Linked DNA regions of Triticum aestivum: region 2 is linked to region 1. The links are chromatin contacts, called in public HiCAR-type maps. All regions are on one chromosome and are shown on one strand. Each heading gives the region's core, a stretch centred on a gene start, on an enhancer-like site or on the middle of the called end of the contact. The rest is flanking DNA. Distances are from core to core; before and after follow the strand shown.

Evidence for each region. HiCAR-type assays count read pairs that join an accessible place to other places.
Region 2: a HiCAR-type map of leaf shows a contact between it and region 1, with 4 times the contacts expected there. The contact joins the promoter of LOC100271911 here to the promoter of LOC123143489 in region 1. A contact is called at or near these places in 1 of 5 Hi-C or Micro-C datasets (leaf) and 1 of 1 datasets of contacts at active chromatin or transcription factors (leaf).

The regions. Positions count from the first base shown.
Region 1 is chr6D:55,643,770-55,649,281 of IWGSC CS RefSeq v2.1, reverse strand. It overlaps LOC123143489 (AT-hook motif nuclear-localized protein 2), which reads right to left and starts at 2,558. Exons shown (of 5, transcript XM_044562424.1): 1 at 1,753-2,558; 2 at 524-591; 3 at 288-419. The coding sequence starts at 2,293.
Region 2 is chr6D:55,722,032-55,728,102 of IWGSC CS RefSeq v2.1, reverse strand. LOC100271911 (BAX inhibitor 1) reads right to left here and starts at 4,162. Exons shown (of 6, transcript XM_044562425.1): 1 at 3,791-4,162; 2 at 1,030-1,173; 3 at 801-892; 4 at 1-134. The coding sequence starts at 3,898.

The DNA of each region.
Region 1 (5,512 bases), core at 1,309-3,808:
GTACATATATTTCGATTTGGTGTGGTTTTGATTGCAACCGTTTTCTTCATTTTCTACCTCTCTGTTTCTTAGTTTTCACCAGCTTTCGAAGTGGCTGCACACTTCTGCTCAGCATAGCCTTATGCTTTTTGGAAAATTCCCAAACTTAACCAATTTTCTACCACAACTACCACAGTTTCAGAACTGGTACTCACAATGTGCATATTCACACATCATTCATTGAACTTTTGAAAGGCAAGGAACCGAATACAGGAATATCATTGGTTTGCAGAGAAAAGACAACAAACCTCGTAAGTCACCGTACCACCTAAAGAATCATGCTGACGCAACGTAACATTCGAAATCACACCATTAGCAGACAGAATGCAGATCGCCCTTGGACCTTGTTGGGAGAAAGATATAACCTTCATATTAATATCCTGATACAACAAAACAAAGAGAGTAACTAGTCATGGCATGAAAAATTGTATATGAAATTCAGATAGAGCTAAATTCAAGGTAATGGGGTTTCATGGTATCATACCTCACCGGTAGCAACATTCAAGATATGAGGTGTAAAATTTGCGCCAGAAGCACACCCTACCACATCACCTGTTCATGAATACAGAGCCTCTCAGGATAAAGGTAGATAATCTTCAGGAGATTGTGCATTTTGAATATTCAACAAGCATTAATGTTTATAAGCATGAGGTGGAATAACAATGTCTTCAACAAATTTTGATCAGATGTTAGGTCCTTGAATAATGTATAGTTATTACGAACAATCAACAGCCATCACCATAGAAGCAACAGTTCAGTTCTTTTTCTTTTTTTGCGATGTAGCAACAATTATATTCGATCAATGCACCCAGACTAGTGTTTTCCTCTTACACTAACTCTCCTAGAAAAAATGTATTGGTGACCACTTTCAGAAAAGCACCGGAAGCAACTTCACATATAGTTTTCTCTGAAACAAGATGCTTAGAAGAGGCACCTTATATGCCATTCAAACCATTGCCTTTGCAGCAAAATCCATTACCAAAAATTATATTCAGACAACACCTACTCATCTGCAAACCAAGTAGTCCGATGGATATAACTAGTCATACGAGTTATTTCTACAACTACAAGTAAATATACAGGCCCTGAAATCAAAGGGCACTTCTTCACTTTTAACATACAGCTCCAGACAGTGGCACACAAATGCTCCACACCTAAGTTCTGCACCACTGAAAACAGAGTTGCTGGACAGGTACACTTGGATATACACTTGTCATAACAACTTGCATACTACTAGTTCACAAGTGTTGCATAACTACTTCAGCATAGTCAGTCAGTCTCGATGATTCCCCGTGATTTCGCGCGATTTTGTTTGGCAAGATTTGGCCAAGTTAGGCGCGTGTTTGGTTCGGCGTCGCTCTTAGGGGCAAACAGAGCATCTGAAAGGTGCTTGGGTCTTTCAGTTCACCTAGACCTACCTAAGACTAAGACCAGATGGTCCCTGTCCCTCGGTCTCTTCCTCTTGGTCCTGGCTGTCTCTCTCAGCCATCACCACATGACACCACCCACCCAAGCCCCGGATATGTCCATCTAATCTGAACTAAAATAATCGATCAATCATTGTAAAATGCTGCGGCCTTGGATTCCGATTTGAGACGGACGAAGATCGCACGAAATTACGGAGATTTTCTCGGAAATTTGTTAGGAGCAGTACGACTCACAACTCTGTATGATGATGATGGATAAGTGAGGAAGTGAGAGGGGTTCCGGTACCTAGGGGCGGCACGAGCTGCTGCGTCGGGGCGGCGGCGGCGGCGGCGACGGATGAGGACATGGGCGCGGGGGGCGGCGGCGTGGAGACGACCACCGCGGGGGTCGGCGTGGCGGCCGTCATCGGCATCGCCACCACGGGCGCCGCGCGGCTGATGAACCCCACGGGCCGGCCCCTGCCCCGCTTCATGGCGGCCCCCACGGCGGACGCGGGCGTGTAGTGCCCCCCGCCGGAGTCGTCCGGCACCGACGCCGAGATCGGCGTCGCGTTCAGCGGCCGCAGCAGGCCACCGTCCGGCCCGTACTTCCTCGGCCGCCCCCTCTTCCGCTTCCCGTCCCCTCTCGCTGCTGCCACCACCGCCGCCGCCGGCGCAGGAGGAGGAGGAGAAGGAGCAGGAGCCGGCGGCGTCGGCTCCTTCTTGGTCTCTGGCGCAGGCTGCGTCGGCCCCTTCTTGGTCTCTGGCGCAGGCTGCGCGGCCGCGGGCGGCGCCGGCTCCTTCTTGGTCTCTGGCACCGGCGGTGAGGTCTCCATCGCTGTCTCCATGCCAAGCGCTACTTTCCTCCTCGCCGGGACGCCTCGACCATCAGACAGAGACCACTCTCCGGTTCTCCACACGAGCACCACGATCAAAGCAGCGGCGGGAGGAGAAGCAAACTCGAACCAAAAGCCCCAACTCCGACGTCCAAACCTGAGTTCCAGAAACCAACCGGTGTACTTCTCCGGCGATCCGGCCGGCCGGCGAGGCACTCAAGAGCAGGAGAGAGACAGGGGATAGAGAGAGAAGGAAGAAGGAAACGAACACAGACAGAAAGAGATGGCAAAGAAAGAAATGCAGAGAGGAAATAAAAGAGATGGAATTGGTTTTTTTAATAAATACAAAATTAAACTGATAATCTAAACAAAGGAAACATTTATTGCAAATGGGTGGAATATTTTAAAATATTATATGATTCTTTCTGTATTTTTTTGGGTTGGTGAACCGGTTAATTAATAGGGAGGGGAAAATGATGGTGGTGGGGGTTCATTATTTAATTGTTTTCTTTTGTTTTGTTTTAGTCTAGGGGCAATTGTTTAATCTTGGTGGTGCTAATTTCGAAATATGCGGTGTGACTGGGGATTTGTTTATGTTTTTGGGGCGCTTTTTTGTGGTTTGGTCATCTGAATTGTGAGGAATTGGAGACAGGTGAGGGAGAGTTTTTGAATGCTGCCCACTTTAATTGTCCCTTTTTTTTGCGGGGGGCATTTTAATTGTCATTTGTGTGCACACACAAATGTATCTCTATTCTGCTTTGGATTTTACACACCATCAATCTATTTTAGAAAATTATACATACTTGGTTTTGATAACTTTTCTCCATTTGACGTTATATAAATTAATATGTATTTTTGCTAAGTTATCTATATTGATATAAAAGCACAAGTTAGGATGGTGCTATATCTATATATGTTTGGTTTGGAGAATTTAATGTGGGCAAGTGCACAAAATGATGTATCTTATCATTTTCTTCTTCCACATCAGTATTCAAGAGAAAAAACTATACAAATAAGAAAAATGTACTTTGAAATTCTAAAGAAATCACTTTTAGTGTTAAAATTTGGTTAGTGAACCATGCTTTGCAAGTGCAGGGTTACTATTATGTTTCTAACTGGGTCATATATGTGGTTTGTATTGAAACTGTCATTGTTTTCACAACTACATATATGTCTAAAAGTAAAAAAAAAATCAGTTACCATAGGACAAATTTATTAAAATTGCTTACTTACTGATATTTTTCTAAAAATGCCGGCTGTTTCTAATATGTAGTATCACAAAAGCACTTTGATGAAAAATATGCAAACCATCTCCCTGTGATTTCCCTAAATATTTTGTAAATGGGTTGTTAGGTAAAAAGGATTGGAATTATGCTTGACAATGGGGTAATTACATTAAAAAAATGCATGGAATTAAAAATAATCTAAGTCATGTATAAAGGTGATTGTGTGTAGAGGAATAACTTTATCAGAAATGCTAATGTATGATAGTTACTCGAGAATTCGAGGTAATCAGTGGCTTGTGGTTCCATATATGTTTAGTTACGATAAAGATTCATGAAGCCAACTCAATTTCTGCGGAAATTCAAAAATCCAACATTCATCACGGACCTAAGTTCCTAACCATCTCATTTGGCTGGTTTGAATTTTGCAAACGGCTGGCCGGGTCTCTTGCAGATTTTCTTTTGCTACACAATCCATCTACCTTTTGTTCACCACTGGAAACAATATTTAAAAAATGTTTGTCAAATTTATAGAACTTGTACAAAGCACAATAGGGTTGGGCATGTGATAGATGCAGCCCATAGTTAGGTTCAGAATATTTCATGTATATTTTAATCTAACTCAAGTGGTAGCCTATGGATAAGAACGATTTGGGTTGCCACTCTGTATGCCATTCCGTCCCAATGAAAACCAAACGGCATGTATGATCTGAACTTGTAGAAACTTTCAGGTGTCTTTTGTAAAAGAGCATTTTTATATGGTCATTTCTTTTTCATGGACAATTTTATAACCCCCTTCGCGATGAGAACATTATAATTAATAAATGTATAGGTGGTGGATGGAAAGCAAAAGTATAGCTTTATTTTTCAATCTAAAAATTCCACGGATTTTTAATTGAGTACTTAGTGGAAAAGGGCCTCTCGCCCACCCACTGAACAACCTATATAGATCAATATGAAAAATATTAGATATAGACTATTGAAAATACATTAAAAATATCTTTGCAACTGCAAGATGGATCTGTTCCATTTTACCTATCCAGATTAATCTGATCAATGTTATCGACTAGCTAATTAATTGATTAAGTCAATTAGTACTTGGTTTTAACTAGAGAGATGAATCATCGAGGCAGTTGGATATGATGATGGGTGTTATTATTCTAGCCTAGATCGATGATAACACCTTGGAATTAATAATATACAAAATGAACTTTGGCCAAGGAAAGATCAGTGCATGCCAAACCAGCTTTAACGCAAGTGGCATGGCACTAGATTATCCTATGAAGACCATGCTTCAACCCACACACAAACTTTCAACTGTTCTAGTACCCTAATTAAATAGTACCATGGTATGAACAAGGAGAGAAATTTAGCTGAATCTTACCCACTAATATGCCACTGTGCGCTTTACCTAAAAACATGTCACCGGTACAATATGGTCAACTCCAAGTCAACTCTGAGCTGGATTCTTAGAGGGAGTTTTTCCTGTACGACCATGGGATTTCAGGTCAAACTCCTAAATTTTTTGTGAGGTACTACAGTTTGAATATATGATTTGTGCAAAGTTCACAAAGAAACTCGCCAAATTGGCCTCTGTAAAATTAAAAGTTGTTCAAGCAAAGAGCAGTCTTGTACCCTTTACCTTTTTGAGAAAAATAAATCATACTTGGATACAAAGTTATACAAGTAAATGACATTTAAATATGTTATTATATGTGTACTATTAATTAGTAGTTGATAACGTGTGCTACTAGTTTATGCATTACAGAAGAGTGTAGAAGCAGCTACTTGATTATCTTCCAAAGTATTCACATGCATCTGGGTCCATTTCATGGTGGCCGCCGTACTATATTATTAATCAGCACATCATACAATATATATTCTATTTTGGAGACACAATAATTTGACTGAATTGTTATTATATCAGGGAACATATTTTGACTGGTACGAATATGATATATATGACAAGCTTGTGGCTTCTTGTTTAATACAAAAATGTAGATTTGTG
Region 2 (6,071 bases), core at 2,913-5,412, 77 kb before region 1:
GCCAGAGCAGGATCGACAGGCCGGAGGAGAGCAGACCACCGAGGTACAGGTACTCCCTGCGCTTGGCGATGATGGCGGCGCCAGAGAAGCACCCGAAGGCGATGGCGGTTCCGACAAACCCTGTCACGAGGATACTGGTAACACAGAGCAACAAGCAAGATTATGTCAGCCAACATAAATAACAGGGATGTGAAACGAAGATGAGCATTGAGCAGCAACAAACTAAAAGCAAAGCTCTGCAAAAAAACAACAGCAAATCTGCTTGACCAAATAACAACCAATCAGTCATATCGATTTTGTACTAGAACTGCAGGTACACAAATTCAGCATCACTAACATAAATGAAGGCCCAAAGAGTCCATGATCAGGCCCAAAGTTCAATAACAATAACCCAAACACAGGGTCCAAACCCCACGGGGAAGGGCCCAGGTACAAACTGTTGATCTAGATAGCACCCCTTAAAAGACTAATCATAGTGGCCCATCCAAAGAACAGACAATGTAGGAAAAAGGAGGGTCTCAGGAGAACAATAAACTATCCAGAAGCAGAATTTGGCACCTACACAACCTAACTAATAATGCTTTGCAAGAACAACCAGACAACGATGGATAAGGACACATAATCAGCAGATATCCAATAATCCAATCACAGCTATTTCACAGACAGTACATGTCGCCCTTCCATGACATATCATCAAACGTCATGGCCAACTTGGTTTCGCTGCCACGGGGTTTACTCCTAAACTATTCTTAACGAGACAGGGACATTTGGAACAACAACAAAAGCAAATTCGTCTTTACCTTGGGTCAAAGTCTATGGCAAGCTCAATCAGAGGTCCAACCGAAGCCCCTTCCAGGAGGGCTGCACCCATCAGCAGCCCAAACCTCTTCCTCTGTTCACAAAGAGATAGACATCAACAAAGTCAGCGCACCATGTCATGACATTTCCAGGACGACAACTTCTTGTGAATTTCTACCCGTGCAGGCAGCAAACAAGTTATCAAGGTCAGGAGAAGAAGGCGAGACAAACCTCCTCATAGACTGGCACAGAGAACATCCAGGCGATGGTTCCAACACACGCGAGCATTGTCAGCATCCCACCGATGTTCAGGGCAATGTGCAGGTAAGCACCCACGGCAGATGAGGCCAGGGCAAAGCATAGGGTCAGGTAAACCTGCAGAAAACCCAGCAGAAATGAGTCACTTGAACTATCCATAATCAATCTGATAACAATTGTAACTCGTGATCGTGATCAGCTTCCTAAAATTTTGGAAGCTTTTATGGTTCTCCAGTAGATGCTATAACGATGACCGTGATCGAGGGAAGTACTAGCTGCCCAGCCCACGTTTTACTATCACATCAATGATTGAGAGAAAATCAATCGCGCGGTTCTAGAGTGGTCTGATCCCTACCGGTGCCCATATCTGCCACGCTCTCTCTCTCTCTTTTTGTTCACATCACACAACAAGAGCTTGCAGGAGCGAGCCGCCGCCGCATGGAATCGCCTCTTTTCATCATCGATGGATCAATCTATGTTATGATTTTTGTTTTGCCATTCTTTTGCTGCATGCTTATTTGTATGTACTCGTGTGTTTAAGGCTGATTTGTCCTTTGCAGCCGTTCCAACCAGCCATAGCTCTTCTTTGGCAAAGAGGTCCACAGAGAAGAAGGCTCGACGACGACTGAGCGTAAAAAAAGATAAAATTCCGAAGCAGATCTCCAAGACAACATGTACAGCAGACGGCAAAAAAATATCTTCAGAAGAAAGACAAGAAGTAAATCGTCAGCCAGGCACAAGTTGGATTTTCATTCGGCCTTGTCGGCTTCTTGTATTTTTTCTGAAGGTATTTTTTTTGCCGTATACTGTAGATGTTGTCTTGAAATCTGCCTCATAATTTTATCTTTTTTGACACTGAATCGTCCTCGAGCCTTCGCTTTGTACCTCTTCTTTGGTGAAGAAAAGCTATCCATGCTGGTTGGAACGGCTGAAAAGGAGGTGAGGCCCTAGTCCATCGCGAGAAACAAATCAGAGAGAGCGGGGCAGATATGGGGGATCAGACCACTCTAGAACCATGCGATGGGTTTTCTCTGGATCGTTTACGTGATCAGTGATGCATATTTTAGGTTTACTTGCCAACCGTAACTCGTGAGGGGAAAAAAGGAAAGGAAATCAGAGAGAACTGCTAATAATTATATGGCATGATGAAAAGCGTCCAGTGCATTATGATTCTACATTTCATAGGCGTACGCTGCACAAACTGTGACCCGTCGTCAGGTAGCATTCCCCGAATTTTCTGTACAGAGCGGCAGAATTGGCACCTGGTGTAATAATCTCCAAGACTAATCACCACAGCAGGTCAGCAACTCCCAAAGGCCCCAGCTAACCAACCAACCAACGAGATCGACCCTAAAGCTAATAATCAAGCGGGGGGACACAATCCGGCGCAAGATGGAGCTCCAAACCACCAAATCGGCGGGGAACGAACCATCCAGCACTAACAAACAGCACAGCACCGACAACATTGCAACCGCGCCGAACGAATCCCCTCCCAGGGAACCCGCACAGATCAACGACCCGCACAAAAATTCACAGTCGCGTCGCGTGCGCGAAACCCTAGAACTACATATGTACTGGCAGTTCCCGAAATTCAGGAAATAGCAGGAAATTGTTAACTAGAGCACCTCATTCATGAAATAGGGGAAGGGAAAACTTAACTACGACATGCAAGCATGCAGTTTCTGGCAAGGGTTCAGACACGCATCCACGGCAACTAGCTAGAATAAACAAATCTACAGCCAAAACTATGCCCAGTCAAGTAGCATCTGTCGAATTTTGTAGCACCAGTGGAATTTTCTGAATGGAGTGCTAGAGGAAACGACAGGATTAACAGCACATCAGTTGAATTTTCTGAATGGAGTGCTAGAGGAAACGACAGGATTAACAGCACAAGAATTTCCCAAGCCAACGATATCATATCCATTATGACAAGGACGCTTGGTACGAACGTGTAAAACCGAAATTGTTGCATGACTAGTACTCCTACAACTGTTGGTTGAAGAAACGAGGAAAAAGCAAGGGAAAAGTAACTGGTAGTCATAATTGTGACACGAACGGATTCAGTTCAGGCAGAATTAGGTGACCCCGACCATTAAACATCCATATCCGATCTGATAACGACATAAACGGAAATTACTACTACCTGCCATGCGTAACTCAAGAGAGGAAAAAAAAGGGAAGGAAATCAAAGAGAAGTGCTCATAATTATGCATAATGAATGATGAAAAAAAAAGCATCCAGTTCGTGGCCATGGTTCATTACGATTCTACGTTTGACAGTAGCATAGCGTATACACAGGCAACTACCTAGCGTATACTAGGGAAATCAACGCCTACCCCGTCATCAGGTAGCATTCCCCGAAATTTCTGAACAGAGCGGCAGAATTGGCGCTTGGGATCTCCAAGCGAACGCGATTGAGCCAGCAGCTCCCCAGGCCGCAGCTAACCAACGAGATCGACCCTAATGCTGATAATCCAGCCGGGGAAACCTAAATCCGGCGCGAAATCGAGCTCCAAACCGCCGAATCGGCGGGGAACGAACCATCCAGCGCCGGCAGCATTGCAGCCGCGCCGACCGATTCCCCTCCCGGGGAACCCGCCGCCCAAATCGACGACCCGCACAAAAATCCGTCGTCGCACCCCGTGCGCGAAACCCTATAACCACGTACGGACCGAAAGTTTTCCCCAAATTTACCCGCATCGGAGGGAGAGAAGAGGGGGAGGGGGGCGCGTACGAGCTTGAGGTGGGACTGCACGGCGGGGGAGATCTCGCGGAAGTTCTTGAGGGAGTCGTAGCCCCAGCCGCTCGCCGCCGCCGACGAGGTCGAGTAGAAGGCGTCCATCTTCCCTGCGCGTCTGTCGAATCGGAGCGGCCTCGCCTCGCACGCAAGGTTGTTCCTCCCTGTCCTGTGCTTGTGCTTTCGCGTGGATTTTTCTCCTTTTCTTTTCTTCTTCTTCCGCTGCTTAGGATGGATGGATGGATGGATTTCGAAACCGGTGATGGGATGGAAGGGGTGTGACGCGGAGGGGGAGGGATATATAGGGTGGTGGTGGCCTGCTGGGGGATGCGGTGCTGCGACGCACGCGTGGACGATTTTGTTGGTTGATTCGCGTGGAAGGAAAAGAGAGGGAGGAAGCGGCGTGGTACCGGTGCGGTACTTGTCTCGAACTTGTGTCTGGGTTGCCCGGTCCGTCGCGAGGGCGCCAGAAGCTTCCGGCCGTCGCGTCCTGTTTTTTTCCATCACGTAACCGGAAGCAGGGGCGGTGTTTCACGTGAAAACCCTGGGCATCTCCGAAATACCGAGCCACATGCACCACATCTTTAGCTTGACGAAGTCACCATATGCGCAGTAGTAGTCGACGGCAACGTCCCCTCCTACCCAACCAACATCGCTGAAAAAGCTTGAAATGAATCAAAAAAATCCGTTTTCATTAGCTTCAGTTTCTAGCAATGTACCCGCAAGGTGGTGGCAATAACTTGTTCTTGAGGTGAAATCGACGACGCGGTGGTGGACATGGTGATAATGTTTTGAGATAAGGCCTCTCGACCTTGAGGATGTCTAATCTTATGCTGCTGAAAATAGGATCGGTGTTGTCAAATTTGTTCGGCCCTCTTTTCTCTGAAAAAAAGAGATATGTTGCCTCTCTTTGGATCTTGGGAGCCGGTGTGTTAATTAAGAGAAGCGGTTAGTTGGTAGTCGGTGTAGCGATTTCAACCTTTTTTCTTCAAAAAAGAAAAATCCATGTGTCCTCCGACCCTGATCTGGTGGTAAAGCATTTCAAGTCTATGTCGTGTGGGGTGATGCCTCAGCTGATGTTCCTTCAGCAGTTACTAAATCTCGTTTCTAGCTGAAGCGGGTATTGTCATCAAAACCTATGTATGTCAACAGTGCTTGCAAGTGTCCCTTTTTCTTGAAGTCGGTTCAGCGTAATTTTCAAGCTTTAGAGGGGGCAACGTACACAATGAATAAAAAGGCGAGCAATATGATTCTTGATGTAATTCTTTTATTGGTTGCTTTTCATTGTATTGTCTAAATTTTAAAATTAAATGCCAAATATAAGTAACTTTGAAAATTACCTTCATTACTCATATCTCTTCAAAACACGGTTGAACTACGTCCTAGTGCATTAACAACATCCCATTTAGGGCTGTACTACACACTTCGGACTGCGGTCACTTCGTTTTGTTTTATAATTTTGAACAAATACAAGAAGGCAAGTACATACTCCAGCCTCTACCTTCTGTAAATGTCACCCTGTAAAAATGTCAACTAAGCCCTTCAAACCATATGGTTCTGGAAAGAAAATTAGCATGCTCCTCCAGGCCATTGGGTTGACCAAGGAAGACAACGCACACATCTTGATCAAGAAGAATGGCCGACCCAGAGCTGACCATGTCATATCCTGATCGCTCGGCAAATGGATCACGCCGAGCGTCCACACGTACGTGCACGTAACTACGTACGTTCCCCGTAGCCTTGGGCCGCACGAACGTCACACCACCACCACCTTATCCCGGGGCCGACGGCGACGGATCGGTGCCGGATGACGCGAACTCTCGATGCATGACCAATCCGGTCGCGCCACGTGGCGGGAATACGGTAGACGTCCTCACGTACGTGCGGGAAGCTTCGCGGCAGAGCGGGGCCGGCTGGTCGCTGGGGCGTCGAACCTTTTTTTTTTTCTGATGAAAGCTTGGCCGCGGCGTCGAACTTGCTCGAGCAATGCCTGGCGCTTTCCGTCTCTTCCAGAAGCTTGGACCCCGCCGTGCAGTGGGACACCGTGGGACCATGTACGGTGGGGCCAGTTGGAATTAATTCCCTCACCGGCTTGGGTGACAGCTTTGTAATTTTAACTCGTACTACTAGTATCTAAGATTTTCTACCGTGAAAAAAGAAAAGAAAAACTCGTAAGATTTTCTTTTGGACGAACTCTCTGGCTAGTTTGAGTACGCAAGCAATGTCTGGATCGAGCAAGAAATAATACGCACTTGTGTGTCTTGAACTAGCTAAAGTC